Regions from separate parts of the Danio rerio genome. Here region 1 is linked to region 2. The links are chromatin contacts, called in public Micro-C maps. All regions are on one chromosome and are shown on one strand. The core of a region is the stretch at or near the end of the contact, and the rest is flanking DNA. Distances in the headings are between cores, read along the strand shown. Region 1 holds the start of sparcl2 (SPARC-like 2). Region 2 overlaps ccser2a (coiled-coil serine-rich protein 2a).

Evidence for each region. Hi-C and Micro-C count contacts between places; a contact is called where the count stands out from the background.
Region 1: a contact with region 2 is called in a Micro-C map of caudal fin, with 5 times the contacts expected there. The contact joins the promoter of sparcl2 here to the enhancer-like site in region 2. A contact is called at or near these places in 2 of 18 Hi-C or Micro-C datasets (caudal fin and an unstated tissue).

What each region holds. Positions count from the first base shown.
Region 1 is chr17:28,011,841-28,018,997 of GRCz12tu, forward strand. sparcl2 (SPARC-like 2) reads left to right here and starts at 2,536. Exons shown (of 9, transcript XM_068214596.2): 1 at 2,536-2,694; 2 at 3,601-3,686. The coding sequence starts at 3,627.
Region 2 is chr17:27,974,389-27,982,100 of GRCz12tu, forward strand. ccser2a (coiled-coil serine-rich protein 2a) reads right to left here. Exons shown (of 12, transcript XM_073928595.1): 3 at 6,608-6,890; 4 at 6,188-6,396. Among named protein-coding and RNA genes, the nearest start is that of ccser2a, 31 kb to the right of the region's middle. Within about 2 kb of position 3,218, at least 4 of the 62 cell types and tissues checked have an H3K27ac peak or open chromatin away from gene starts, as enhancers often do.

The DNA of each region.
Region 1 (7,157 bases), core at 1,286-3,785, 37 kb after region 2:
GATATTTTCCTTGGCCATCCCAAATGGCAAAAAGTCTCCCAATTTATTTAAAATCTGGTTAAGCTGTAAGTTGCTACAGGCTTTTATTTCAGTGTGATGATGAGGATTTTTATTTTTTGCACTCCTTCTTTGATCTTTCTTTCACAGCAAATAAACAGTTTGGTGTGGCTAAGCATATTTTCCCCAACCATCAAACTGATGCCATTAAAGAAGTACTGCCATTCCAGAACAGAAGCATATGGTCAGCTTTGCTTAAAGATTACCACAATGAAATGTTTCACCTATTAACTTAAAGGGATAGTTCACGCAAAATGTAAAAGTTTACTTTCAAACATTTATAACTTTTTTTCTGTTGAACACAAAAGAAGATATTTTGAAGAAAGCTGAACACCTGTAACCATACACTTCCATAGAAAAAACAAGTGTTATGGAAGTCAATGGTTACGTTTCTTCAAAATACATTTTATCTTATTTTTTAAATTTTTTTATTTTAGCCCTCATGTTCAGCAACTGGGGAAATAATTGCAAGTTATTTTAGGCTTCTATTTTATAATCAAATTTTGTCTTCCTTTTGATGCCAAAAGAAGCGTGTTTCTGCAACTTTTATGTGTGTATTGGACTATGGCAATGTTATTATATGCATGCATCTTTGCATGCTTTAGACACTGTTTACCATGGTGCACTGAGGTTTATGACAAATCTAAAATCCCTCAGTCATCATCGTGTGTTGTACACTCGGGTAGGATGGTCTGCTTTGTCCACTTGTAGGCTCAAGCATTGTCAGATCTTTGTTTATAAATCTATTCTGGGTTTACTCCCTTCATATCTCCAAACTTACATTTGTTAAAGAAAAAAACTGTCTCTAACTACAGGCTTTAGTCTCAGGAAATCTTTTTATTGTCTGTACCACTGGTGCTGAAATGGGAAAAAAGTTTAAATGAAGTATTAAATATGCAGCACCTTTTACAAGGAATAACCTCCAAAGTTTCAGTTTAAAGAGTTGGTTTCACTACATGCTTTTAAAAAGATTTTAAATGATTTCAAGTTTAAAACTTTGGCCTGTAGATGTTCTGAATAGTTTTTAATTGTTGTTGTATGCAGGGGTGGATCTAGTGATTTGGGGGCCCTAAGCAGTTTTAGCCAAAGGGCCCAACAGTCCTAAAATGCACCCTTTGTAATTATTTTTAATATATTTATTTTGCAGGGTTTTTTTTATATCACTAGATCTCCTTTTTCAATTTTTTCCTAATGGAATCTACACATTTTAAGTGATTTGTTTGAATTAATTAATAAATGGAAAATAATATATTTTTTTTTAACTGAATCTTTACCTGACTTGATTGCTAAACTGCTCCATGATTCTGAGTATAACACAAATTTGCGTTGATGTTATAATTACATTAAAATTTAATTTGTTAGACCCTCGCCATACAAAATATGATAGAAAACGATGTCGTGTATAAATTTATTCTAGGTATTTACTAGGGGCCCCCAAATTTCCTGAGGCCCTAAGCGGCTTGCCTCTTTTGCTTATTGGGAAAATCTGCCTGATTGTATGTGTGTTTTGATGGAAGAATGATGTTACCTGTTATTTGTTTGTTTGTTTGTTTGTTAAACCCATGTGAACTGTATATACAGCCTAATCTTGGCCAGGATGCACTTGCAAAAGAGATTTTTACCCTCAATGTGCTTTTTCTGGTTTTGGGTACTTAACGTAAACTAGAAAAATAAACAGGCAGACTTTAACTAAAATTAATTAAGACTGAAATGATGAGCTGAATTATGATACTATTGTTTTCTGTAAAGCCACTTTATATCTTAAATTAAAGCTGTATTATTTATGAACTTGCGAAATCAACACTGTTATTTCACCATTTACCCCAGCTTTGAAACTATCTACACCCTATAAATTAGTGTTAAATATTTAAATGTGACTTAACATCTAAATTTCACCTTCGATTTTTATAAATAAACACCAGATGGCGCCATAGAACTACTTCACAGACTCGCTCTAAGCGCCACTGCTGAGGGCGCCATCATTGCACAGTTGTGTTTTGCACACATAACGGGAGCCATTGTCCCGTTTATGCTAAATTAATAACATATGAACCAACATGTGGGAGATCTCCCACACATTTAACAAAAGCAGAAGTGATGAATGGCAAACAAACTGTCCTGCTGACTTCATTCATGTTGAGGTCAAAGGGCACAAAGTTCAGATGCTTTAGACGGCAGGACACCTCAGAAAATTATTTATGTATTGCCTACGACTATAATCAAACGAGTTTGAAACCTCAGACTCATCAGCACCTGCAAAAGCTTGACTCACAGAAAAACAACATGCACATGTAAACACCGTTTTCCACGAAGATTTGTGCAATGTTGTGAGTTCACATACACAACAGTTTTGTTTTGAAATTCAAAGCATAGTTTTTGACTCATGCCATCCGGCCCAGTGCCCTCGATTTCATGTTTATGCGCACGAGAGGGAGAGAGAGACAGAGATAAAAAGAAAGTGAGAGAGCTCTGGTTTTCATTGAGCTTGGCATTTTTCCACAGACAAAAAGATTTACAGGCCAAAGAAACAGATGGATGAACGTAGTACAGAGTAGGAGGAGAGAAAAAAGAGAGAGAGTTCAGGTTCACACTGCGTCTTTAGATGTTTTTCACAGCCCATGTGTACAGTAAGTGGAGGTGAGTGAGTGTCTGTGCGTCCATGCTGTTAATGGATTGCTAATTAAGGACTTCTCAGGTGAAGCCAGGAAAAGTAGGAGAGGAAATGGAGGATCGGAGTGCCAGGTAAGAGGAGAAGGTAGAAATGGTTTATCAAAAAGAGAGCAGATGAAGGGGGGGAAAAGACAACTTAAGGAGGGGCAGAGGAAAAAGAAAGGTATGTGGCTGCCTCATATATTGTGAGAGGGAATACGGAGAGAGAAGCAGGAGAGATCATAAGAGAATAGAGAGTCTGGTAAGAATTTCAACACCAATTAAAAGAAAAAGCAAAAGGAATGAAAGGGTGATTCTGTCAGTACGACTGCTCTGTTAGTGTAACTCTATCTGCTCTGAGCCGTAACATACAGTAATGACTTCCCAGTGATGGGGCTACTACTTTCTACACACACACACAAACACACACACTTCTAATGAGCACTCCGGGGCTTATACACAATACTGAGACTACTGTGAGTTATTTAAAGAGAAGAGCGATCAGACGGAATCAGCTTTGATCCAGATTTGCGCTTTGGGGACTGTTGTCTTCATATTTATAAGTATGATATTTTACACTTTTGATTTCTTTGACATATAAAAAGTTGATTTGATAGCGCTGATGTGTTTACGTGAAGGTTTTTTTTTCTGCATATCTTTTGTGCAGTGTTCATTAGTGCTGTGTTTTCTTGATGAAATGAAGGATGTCTCTTAGGATGTCCTACAGAGGATTGAAATCTTTGTGAGAGATTGATTAAATTTTAAATGCAGTCTTCAGTCACTCGTGCTCATTCTGAGAAGTTTTAGTTGGTGAAGGAAAAACTTTATATGTCTGAGTGCATTCTGGGTGAGATCTTGAACTTTAAAAAGGCACCTGTTGAATGAATGTTACAGATCCGTCAACGTCCGTTCTGTGAGCCATGCAGCTGCTCGCTCAACTGTTCTTCTTGACTGCGACGCTTCACCTTGGTGTCGTCATGGTAAGTGGCTTACTGTTGATATGGTGAGAACATGTTGCTAGTGTGCTTGTATTTTTAAAACTGTAATGAGAAATGATTAGGAAAAGCAACTTTAAAATAATGGCAATTTGAAATGAACATTATGGTATTAAGTTAATGAAATCTTAAAACATGAATTAAAAGGATTGTACACCAAAAAAAGAGAACTCTGTCCTTGTTTACTCTTCGTTTCAAAGTTATTTGACTTTATTTTTTCTGGTTAAGAAAAATGGGGATATTTTGAAGAAAGCTGGAAACATTAATCAATTACTTACTGTATGCAGAACTTGTTTTTTTCTATATGGACCTCATCTCATAATACTATGGAATCTTCTTTTGTGTGAAACAGAAGAAAGAAAGTTATAAAGATTTGGAACAATTATAGGGAGAGTGAATCATGAGTAAATTTTCCTTTTGGGTGAACTGCCCCTGTCAGAAATTAGAAATTAATTCAAGGTTTTTATTTTACTGTTATATTATAACTGCTGTAGTGGAATTACATACATTATAAAGGTGATTTAAATTACTTATAGAATTATTTTTTTTCATCAAATTATTGAATTTACATTAAATCAACAGGTTAATTCTATAACCTAAAAAATTCAGTTGAGACAGCGAAGACTTAATTTTTTCAGTGATTTTATTAACACACTACAGCTGTGTTTTTGAATTAGTGTTTTGTGAACCTGCTGGCAGAGGTGTAAAGTAACAATTTACAAAAACTCCAAGTACTTTAACTCAGTAGTTTTAAAATTGTGTACTTTTTTACTTCCCCTTGAGTGCATATTAGTGCAGTATCGGCACTTTTACCCCAATACTTTCTTTCAACCTGCAGTCACTACTTTTTTTTTTTTTTTTTTTTTTTGCTGTCTATGGGGATTAGGGTTACTGATTACTGGTTAATTACTAGGGTTAATCTGATTACTGTTGCATCATAATAAACTTCCTCAAGACATGGGCAATTTATAATTGCAGCAAACTGTTTGGAAGTGTAATAGTGTCCAGGAAGATGTCCAAAACCTTTACATGCAATGACCCAGAGACTGTTTAGATGTATGTCACTGATGAGAAGATGACGGATGTTTACTGTATGATGACCGGAATGGCCTTAAACACCCAGCAGGCACAAGACGTCAACATGATGTCAGATTGGTATTGTACCCACAACTTCATGGGGATGTTGCACTTTGTTTGGAAATGAAAATTGGGTTGACATCAGAACCCAAGGTCAGGCCAACTTAAAATGTTCAATGGTTAACCTAAAATCAACCAAATATCAATGTCTAATGATGTTACAGCTTGACGTTGTGACGTTACCACTATGGCGTCTATCAGATGTTGGATTTTGGTTGCCATACCTGAAAATAAATCTTAGTATTTGACGTCAGTATGACATTGGTTTAAGATGTTGGTTCGATGTTGGATTTTGGTTTCTAACACAGCCTAAAATCAACCAAATATCAACGTAATTTGACGTCGTTATTGGACATCAACATAGACTTGTCCTTAGCTAGACATTGAACTTCGTCACCTGACATCACAACCTAAATATAACCTAATATTAACAACTTATGATGTTATGTGTCTGCTATAACTAAAAACACTAAAGAATGTTACGTTTACACACAAATTAGATGTAAATGCATCAGCTTTTTACAGCGTAATACTCTACTTAGGTCTACTTTTTACTCATACTTTGAGTACTAGTCACATCATATACTTTTACTCTACTTTCACTGCATTTTTAGACAAGTAATGGTGTTTTTACTTAAGTATGATTTTTCAGTACTCTTTCCATCACTGTCTGAATCAACTGTTAAAATAAATCAACTTGTTAAATGAACAATTCAGCAATTCGCTCATAAAATCTGTCAACGATTACCATCTACTGGCACTTAAATGTGGCATTACTGTGATTTGATTTAACAGAAAAAATATTATATAGAATACTATTTGTACAAAAGACTTCAAGTACAAAAGAGATAGGTAATGTTCCCAGTGAGTGCAAAAAGTGAAAGCAGGACTCTTTCACACTTACTGTGCTTTAATGGTTAACAGACTACATAAATGTGCACATTTTGCTCTTCTACATGTCTTTCTCCCACTCCCTTTAAAGATATTCTTGCACACATGCTGTCGCAATATGCCTCCCATCCATCAAGTCCTAAAATGCTCAATAACTCTGCCAAGATCAAGAAAAGGGAAAAAAATTGAGACAATTGAAAAATGATTAACAACTGGTTGTTTACCATAAAAGCAGTCAATTGAACAGACAGCATATAACTAAGAATTTCCCTTTATTGCTTGCCAGATAGGCCAGGACTGGGTGCTTCAGGCCCTACCTTGCTTGCAGAAGTTTATGATAAAAGATTTTATCAATAGGTGGTACAGTATTTGATGTTAAAGTGTTAGTTCACCCCCCAAAAAAATTAAGTTATGCTATTAATTAATCACCCTCATGTCATTACAAACATCTTGATTCAGACCTTTGTATTTTGGTTCCAAGCAGCTAATCAAGCTCTTTCTAGGTATACTAGAAACATCCAGGGAGGTGTGTTGAAGTAAGTTGGAGCTAAACTATGCAGTACACCAGCCCTCAGGACTGAGTTTGGACACCTCTGCCTTATATGGTTCAATCATTACATTATCAAGCTATAAGAAAACTTTTGTGCGGACAAAAAACAAGAATAAAAAGGTTTATTCAACAGTTTTTTTCCTCAGTGTCAGTATAGGGTGCATATTCACAAAAGCATGTATGCTCAAAGTAGTCAAATAAATCAATGCGCATCCAAAGTAATACACATAACATGCATGCCCTAAACTGACACTGTGGAGATGAAACTGTTGAATAAAGTAGTTTTTTTTTTCATTTTATATTTGCAGAAAAGTATTCTCATAACTTGATAATTATCAGATTAAACCACTTAGTAAATAATAACATGATTTTTAATTTTGGGTGAACTAACCCTTTAATACATTCATTGATTGATATTTAGGAGTCGTTCTAGACAAGTACTTTTCATGCAGACTAAAAAGTTTAACTTCATTTAATTTGAGACAGGACACTCAGGACATAACATGCTAAAATACTTCAATTCATTCAATCACTCACTCACTCACTCACTCACTCAACTCACTCATAGTATAGACATTAATGTTACCAAAAATAATGTTTACAAAAATTTTTGGACATTCATCTATAAATTCTGGAGGGATTTCAATACCCTTTGAAAAAAGTTAGGTCTCTTTTCACTATATAAATGTTTCTTGAGCAGCTAATCAGCATATTAGAAGGACTTAAACTGCAATATTTCATAATATCACTGCATATTGGCTCCAATAAATACAGACGTAATAATACACTTCAGGCTCATATCAAACATCTGACAAGACTGTGTTTATCTTGAAAAATCCTTCTAGGACATGCACATGCAGTGAACACCTGAAAAGTAA
Region 2 (7,712 bases), core at 1,968-4,467:
TAATAATTTTATAAAATGTACATATGTGCAAAATATTAAACATAGTTAATTAAATTATTAATATTAAAAACTTAAACAAGGATTTAAAATGTGAAAATGGTCTATTTACAATTATTTGATTTATTTGTTCCTAACTACACTATCATGAAAACATTACATACAGAATGGACAAAAAAATGTTTCTGCCACATAAATATATTTCAGAGTGAAGATGCCATAAGACATAGACTAACAATTATAAAATATTCATAATGTTATATCAAATAGCTCAGATTTCATGAAACTTTGATCTAAGCACATTCTGTATGTAGAATGAATTACTGTTGGTAATCATTAACAATAATTCATGGTTAATTATTATGAACAGTTGTTGATATGTTGTTTTATAAAGCGGTTTTATTTTTTATTTAATATAAATAATGGCTTACAACTCAAATCCCAGCACACACTATACTTACAGTAAGTGGCATCTGACATTCTAGGACAGAACATCCAGTAACATTAATATAACGCAACAAACATTAAACGTATTTCTAAATTTGAAAACATATTAGTTAGCTTGGTTATTTCAATATCATAGTTATTTATACGTTTAATCTGAATCATAACAGATACATCTAGCGTATGTTAATATCATGAACTCCACCGCCAACTATAAAATATAATACAAAAATACCAAGACACTACTTCAGAGTAAAGGAGTTTTTTATCTTTCAGTTTTTGCTCCTGTCACCCTGAATGTGTGCATTAGATTCAATTTCACATACTAGTAGAGCCTCACAAGCATCAGTGAAGATGTGCATTGAGCACATATATGAAACAACTCTCAAAAGTCATTAGGAATAACAAAGGGATTTAGCGAAATGTAAAAGTATCAATAAAGCAGTCAAAATGAATTAAAAGCTGATTAGACAGCTTAAATATTGAAGCTAAAATTATTCAAATCCTGTTTACTGTATGACTAAAGTCAGCAAACAACAAAGCTTAAACAATGCTTTATAGCTCTCAGCTAATTAATACTGAGGCAGCAGCCGATAAAAGGCCGTCTCAGAATCACTTACGGCGTTGAAAAACAAAGGCTTATGCACCTCCATCATTTAGCAGCTAATGAATTGGCCGGTAAATGCCTCCTGCAAGACAGGCTATATTTAGAACAAACAACTCCTAAGTCTAACAGAAGATGCACTTTGTAGAAGTGATCTGGGGGATTAAACACACTAGTATACAATAACAGAGAACCAGATATAGTCTCATACTAAAAACATTTACAGTGTTTCCTAAATCCATAGTGCCCCCTTGTGGCCTTAAACGCAAACCATACTTGTTTTTACTCATTTAATAATACATTTTATTTTTTATAATATAGATTTTTTTTATTCAGTAATAAGAACCACAAGCCTAACATCAAAAAAACACAAAAACAGCAGATTAAAATGAAGGATTTAAGGACTTCACACCTGGCTTGATGCTGGTAAAGAAATCTCTGTCAGTGAAAATGGGTAAAAAAATAATAATAGTATTAATATATTTAAAAATATTTAAAATAATAGTATATTTTAATAACCCTATACATCCTATCAATGTGTAACCTTTTGATTTAATTTACATTGTATACTAATAGAAGATAACTAAATTCCATATAATAATTTATTAAAAATTATTCAAACCAAAACTGTAACATTTTTGCAGACTTTCAAATGAATTCCAGTTTACATAAATAATTCAAGCTCCAGATTGGCATTACATCACTGGCTGAAGGTAAGATCAGATGAGATCTAAATAAAGCTCCGTCTCCATTTCAGTATCCACGAGACCACAGGAGCCTTAAGTTAAAGATAGGCATAGAACAGGGATCTAGACAGGAGGAATACAGGGTGGGGTTAATCACTGAAACACTCTGCACGTTTTAGACACGATGGTCATCAAGAGGAATATAACTAAATCACTCAAGTGTTCCCACTTTAAACCAAATGTCTAATTCCCTGACATTCTCCGACTAAAAAACTGTATTTCCATGACTTCTAATGAATGGAAAACAGGTTGATGTTGTCCTTATACATTAATCATATAACATTGAATAATATGCTAAAATAATAAAATAAATATAATTTTGCATGACTTCAATAGACACTTTGTGAAGATCAACAATGGGTAATTTAGCTCAGTTATTTTTTTGGCTGTGGCTATGAAGTGCTTCTTCTCCTATACTTGATAGCTCAAAAAGTAATTGTTTTACAAAATGTATACTGTATTTAGCTTTTTTGTGACTGCTTTTTTAAAACCCAGCTCTTAAGATTTACATTATCCTAAGCAAGCGAGAAACAGTGTGATATAAAAACATGATAAAGAACATTTTTATTTAATAAATGAAAACTAAAATTTAAAATGACATCCCTAATATTTAGCCATAGGAAGATAACCATTTTCAACATGGTTTGGAAAATTCTAAATTTTAAAACTGCCAAAATTATATATGTACGTTTTTATTAAATTTTTTCTTAGTTTTTTAGGGCAACAGTGTCCCCAGCAGAAAAGATATCCAAAGATGCTGCTTTAAATTGTAAAGAAATTACCTGACATGTTATATATATTATAATATAATATTATAAATGTTTCTTAAAATAAAATGTTTTGTGTTCAAAGGAGAAAATATGTTTTTGTTTTTTTACCCAGACATTTAAAAAGAATATATTTTAGAGCAGTAATCACAATACCATGAAGCCATGATATTTTTATCCAAGGTTATCATACCGTCAGAATTATGTACCGGCCCATGTTGATATTACATAACTTGAAAAAATTGAAATCCTTGATATTCAATATCTAATATCTAAGCCTTCTTCAATTCCGTAACATTCCTGAAATTCCATGACCCATGGACACCCTGTCAATTCCAAATCCAGGAAAGGTGTACATGAAAATTTACTACTTCAGAAAATAGGTTTGAACAAAAGCTCAAGCATAAACAATAACTTGATTAAACTTTTTTTCAACTATAGTGAAACCACAAATGCAAACTGTCTGCAGTACTAATAGCAGACCACCAGATGTCATTGAAAGCAAAGCTCAACCTAAACCACAGCAAATTACAAAAACTAAACATAACGTAAAACTCCCTCAAAGGAACAACCCAGTTTTGTATGACAACAATGACTCAGCTGTGCTCAAACATATACATGCTGAAGTTACATAATATCTGAAGTCAAAGTCAAGTTAGCGTGTGTAAATGGGTACATTTGTGTGTCTGCTACAGGGGAACACTGGTATTTCAAATCTGATTATTACTGTTTAAAATCCTCTTGGTCACTGGACATCATGAATCACTGCGCAAAAACATCACAGCCTGGATCAAACGCTGGAATGTTAAGTAGGGTTGTTAGTCGATCAGAAACTTTGGAAACAGCTGAGACAGAAGAGGAGCTGTTCTCAGAGCGCCAAGACCTAGAAACAAGACTCCTGCAGAGTCACGAGTAACAGCAACAGAGGCTAATCCTTAATTAGCAAGGAGATAATTAGCAGGATAAGGACAGAGAGATCCTGACACACACAGGCACACAAAGAAACCGGCAAACTGAATTTTCTGGGACTTATACAAACTATAATCTTAGCAAATCTACAATACAGCTGCATGTATAAAGTAGAAATAGTTTTGGTGTGGTTAGAGATCTGGGGCCTCATGTATCAACGCTGCGTACGCACAAAAACTTTGCGTACGCCAGGTTTCACGCTCAGAATCGCTCACGTTTGGATTTACTAACAATGAACTGAACGTGGGAATGTGCGCAACTTCACGGCAGCTTTCTGGCAGGCGTACGCACATTTTTTGTGCGTGTCTGTTTTATTTCCATTGGCGACTCCTAGAGGCAGTTGTGTTAAATTGCTCTCTACAAAGTGTCTGAGCCTTGCAATGGCAGTTGTATGAGGCGGGTTCAGCAGGTATATAAGGTTTCCATACCATACAGTTGACCAGCTAAACATTAAAGCACAATTTGCAGCGCTCGCCTGTTTTCCCAATGTAATCTGAGCGATCTACCGCATGCACATTGCTATAAAGACACTATCTGAAGATGAATTTGCATGCGTGAATCAGTAACATTTCCATTCAATATTATTATATCTGTAAAATGTTGCTGCACCCTGAACAGTCTCAGTGGCGTAGCTCGTAAGACACATGTGAACATGTTTTGACACGTTCGAGCATGAACTCGGCTCGAATCCAGCGTCTGGTGAACTCTTTCTTCTTTTTTCCCCCCGCTACATATCAGATTTTGCCTACTATTTATCACGAGAAAGACTAGTAGGAATCATTAATAAGTTTGTGCATCATATTTTATTTGCACATTTATTGAATGGAAATGTTTCTGATTCACGCATGCAAATTCATCTTCAGATAGTGTCTTTATAGCAATGTGCGTGCAGTAGATCGCTCAGATTACATTGGGAAAACAGGCGACCGCTGCAAATTGTGCTTTAATGTTTAGCTGGTCAACTGTATGGTATGGAAATCTTACATACCTATCTGAAGATGAATTTGCATGCGTGAATCAGAAACATTTCCATTCAATAAATGTGCAAATAAAATATGATGCTTATTGATATGAACTTATTAATGATTCCTACTTGTCTTTCTCGTGATAAATAGTTGACAAAATCTGATATGTAGCGGGGGAAAAAACAAGAAAGAGTTCATCAGACGCTGGATTCGAGCCGAGTTCATGCTCGAACGTATCAATTCCTGAACACATGGGTCTTACGAGTAGCGCCACTGTGACTGTTAATCATCCTGCAACATTTTACAGATATAAACCACAATATTTCTTTTTTCAATGCACTCAGTGCGATGTTCAGACCCAACTGTGTTAACCGCATCAGCTAAACTCTCCCGCTCTATTTATTTCTTTTATTGTTAATTCCGGAGAACAAACTTGCAAATAACACCGCTTTTCTCCGGCCTACCTCTGAAAGCACCTCCAATTCACATTCTGTTCAAAGTTTCTCTTTTTGCTTGCTTTTGCCATTGCTTTTTCGTTGGGTTTTTCCATTAGCATAGTCATTAGCATATTCATACGGGGGAGGAGTCAGGGAGGGGTTTTGTGCTCGTGCATGTTGCGCTCAGTTTCACGTTCATTCAGATGTACAAAAGAATATGCGTGAGATTCGGCGTACGCAGTGTTTCATACATCTGAAATTTTTTCTGCGTACGCACATTTACAGCTTTGTGCGTACGCAATGTTTTAGTAAGATTTCCACGCAAGTCCTCGTACATGAGGCCCCTGAAGTACTGATTTATTTTAAATCAATTTAAAGGTGCTGTATGTAAGTTTTTGACTCTAAATCATAATCATCTCTAAATTATAAAAATGTAATATCATGTTTGCAGATATTTAAAAAAACATGCTAAGTGAATATACTTGTTTATTTGGAAAACAATGTTGAAGTCAGATATTCTGCTTTGAGAATGTCTGTTACATGGAGCATCTATCTTTGTTTTGGTTCTTTTACCACCCCCAATGCCAGTTTAGCCAATTATATTTCAGGACCCCGGGTTGCCTTGTTGGAAAACGCCATATTTCATTTATTCATTCATTCAGAAAGGCTTCCAAAGAATGCTCCATTTAATATGGAAAAAATTCCTTCCATACCGTGGCCTTGCTTTTATATAGAACACCATTTAAATCAGCCTCAATTTAAAAATCGACCTGCTCCATTTGGTCCTCAATCTGGCAACCTGTGCTTGCGTTTGTTTTGATCCAGGAACGCAATACCAAGTTCAACCACTGAGTGTCAAACATACAAACTGCACCTTTAAGTTACTTCTAATTATAGTTAGTAATAGTAGTAGAAGTAGCAGCAGTAAGTTGAAAACAATTTTACTAAAATTTATGGGGTTTTTTTTTTCTTGCTAACAATATTGTTGCTATTACTCAAAATGTTACTATTATTTGAGTATGTACATTAACATTATCATAACAATTATTATTGTTATTCATTAGTATCATTTATAATTTCAACTGTTATAACCTGTCTTTTCAGATTCACTATATAATTTCTTTTTTTATTTAATATGTTCACTGTACTTTGAAGCTTTCAGATCAATGCATCTCATGTCAATAAGTACTGCTTTTTATTTTGTTGTACATAACCTCAACACTCTGCAATCTTATTCTGGATGTATGTGTGTACTCACGACGCTGTTGAGGTCTGACTCAAAACTGCTGCAGTGGTGCATGTGTGTGTTGTGTCCCAGTGGCTCCATGCCCTCCTCATCCCACATGTATGTCCCTCCAGAGCTATTAGAGGGTGAGAGCTCCAAAGAAGAGACTGCATGACGGTCCACTTCAGGGGACATGAGCGGTGGACCACGTAGTGGAGCACTCTGTAAATCTGCCTTACCACCTAAAAATTAAACACACATCAGGATCTACATGCTTACCACAAGGGTTATCAGCCACTATATCTCAAATGGACCACTGAAAGCATGAATTCCAATAATAAAGAATCAGAACACCCTTTTCTGCCATGCTTCACTTAAGATTTAAATGTTTACATGACATTGAACTGGTTGACCCTGATAAATGGCAGAAATGAAAGTTATGTTTAGCAATACCTGCCAGCCCAATCCCAGCCCAGTCCATGGTCTCATTCAAAAAGCTCTGCATGCGTATCCGGGTGGCTGTGGCAACAGGATTTTTGTTCTGCTGGATGCCATTCTGGGACTGGTCCCCTAGGTTTTCAAAGTCATCTAGGAACTCCTCACTGGTGTCATTCCTCTCCAGAGAAGATGCCGAGGAGAGAGACATATCCTCCGCACCCTCCCCAGTGTAGTGAAGGGTCCCATTCAGACTCGGCTCTGTCACAGCCTCCTCTGGGGAATCAGTGAAAGCTGAAACCTTGTCACAAACACAGAATGAAGGAAAAGATTATGTATTTATTAATTTAACTTCAGTTTAGTCATGTTTAAAATTCAGCATTGTTATTAACAGCTATGCAAATATTATTATTGATTAGAACAAGAACTCACAACACAGAATAGTATTTTTATATAATTATCTACAAAATAATTTAAAAATTTGACAACAATAACAAATTGGACTTTATGAAAACATAATACTTGTATAATACATACATTTTATTATATTATTGTTATTTTTAGTATTATTACTATTAGTAGTAGTAGTATGATTAGTAATAGTAGTAGTAGTAGTAGGGTTGTAACTAGTAGTAGTAGGGTTGTAACTAATAGTTGTAGTAGTAGTAGTAGTAGTAGTAGGATTGTAACTAGTATTATTATTATCAGTAGTAGTAATAGTACTAGTAGTAGTAGTAGTTAGTAATATAGTTGTTGTAGTAGTAGTAGTAGTAGTAGTAACAGTAGTAGTAGTAAAAGGGTTGTAACTAATAGTAGGAGGAGTATTATTATTATTAGTAGTAGTAGTAGTAGTAGTAGTAGTAGTAGTAGTAGTAGTAGTAGGGTTGTAACTAGTAATAGTAGTAGAAGTGGTAGTGGTAATAGTAGTAGGGTTGTAACTAGTAGTAGTAGAAGTAGTATTAGTAGGGTTATAACTAGTAGTAGTGGTATTATTATTATTATTAGTAGTAGTAGTAGTAGTAGGGTTGTAACTAGCAGTAGTAGCAGGTTTATCTAGTATTATTATTAGTAGTATAGTAGTGGTAGTAATAGTAGTCGTAGTAGTAGTATGATGATTGTAACT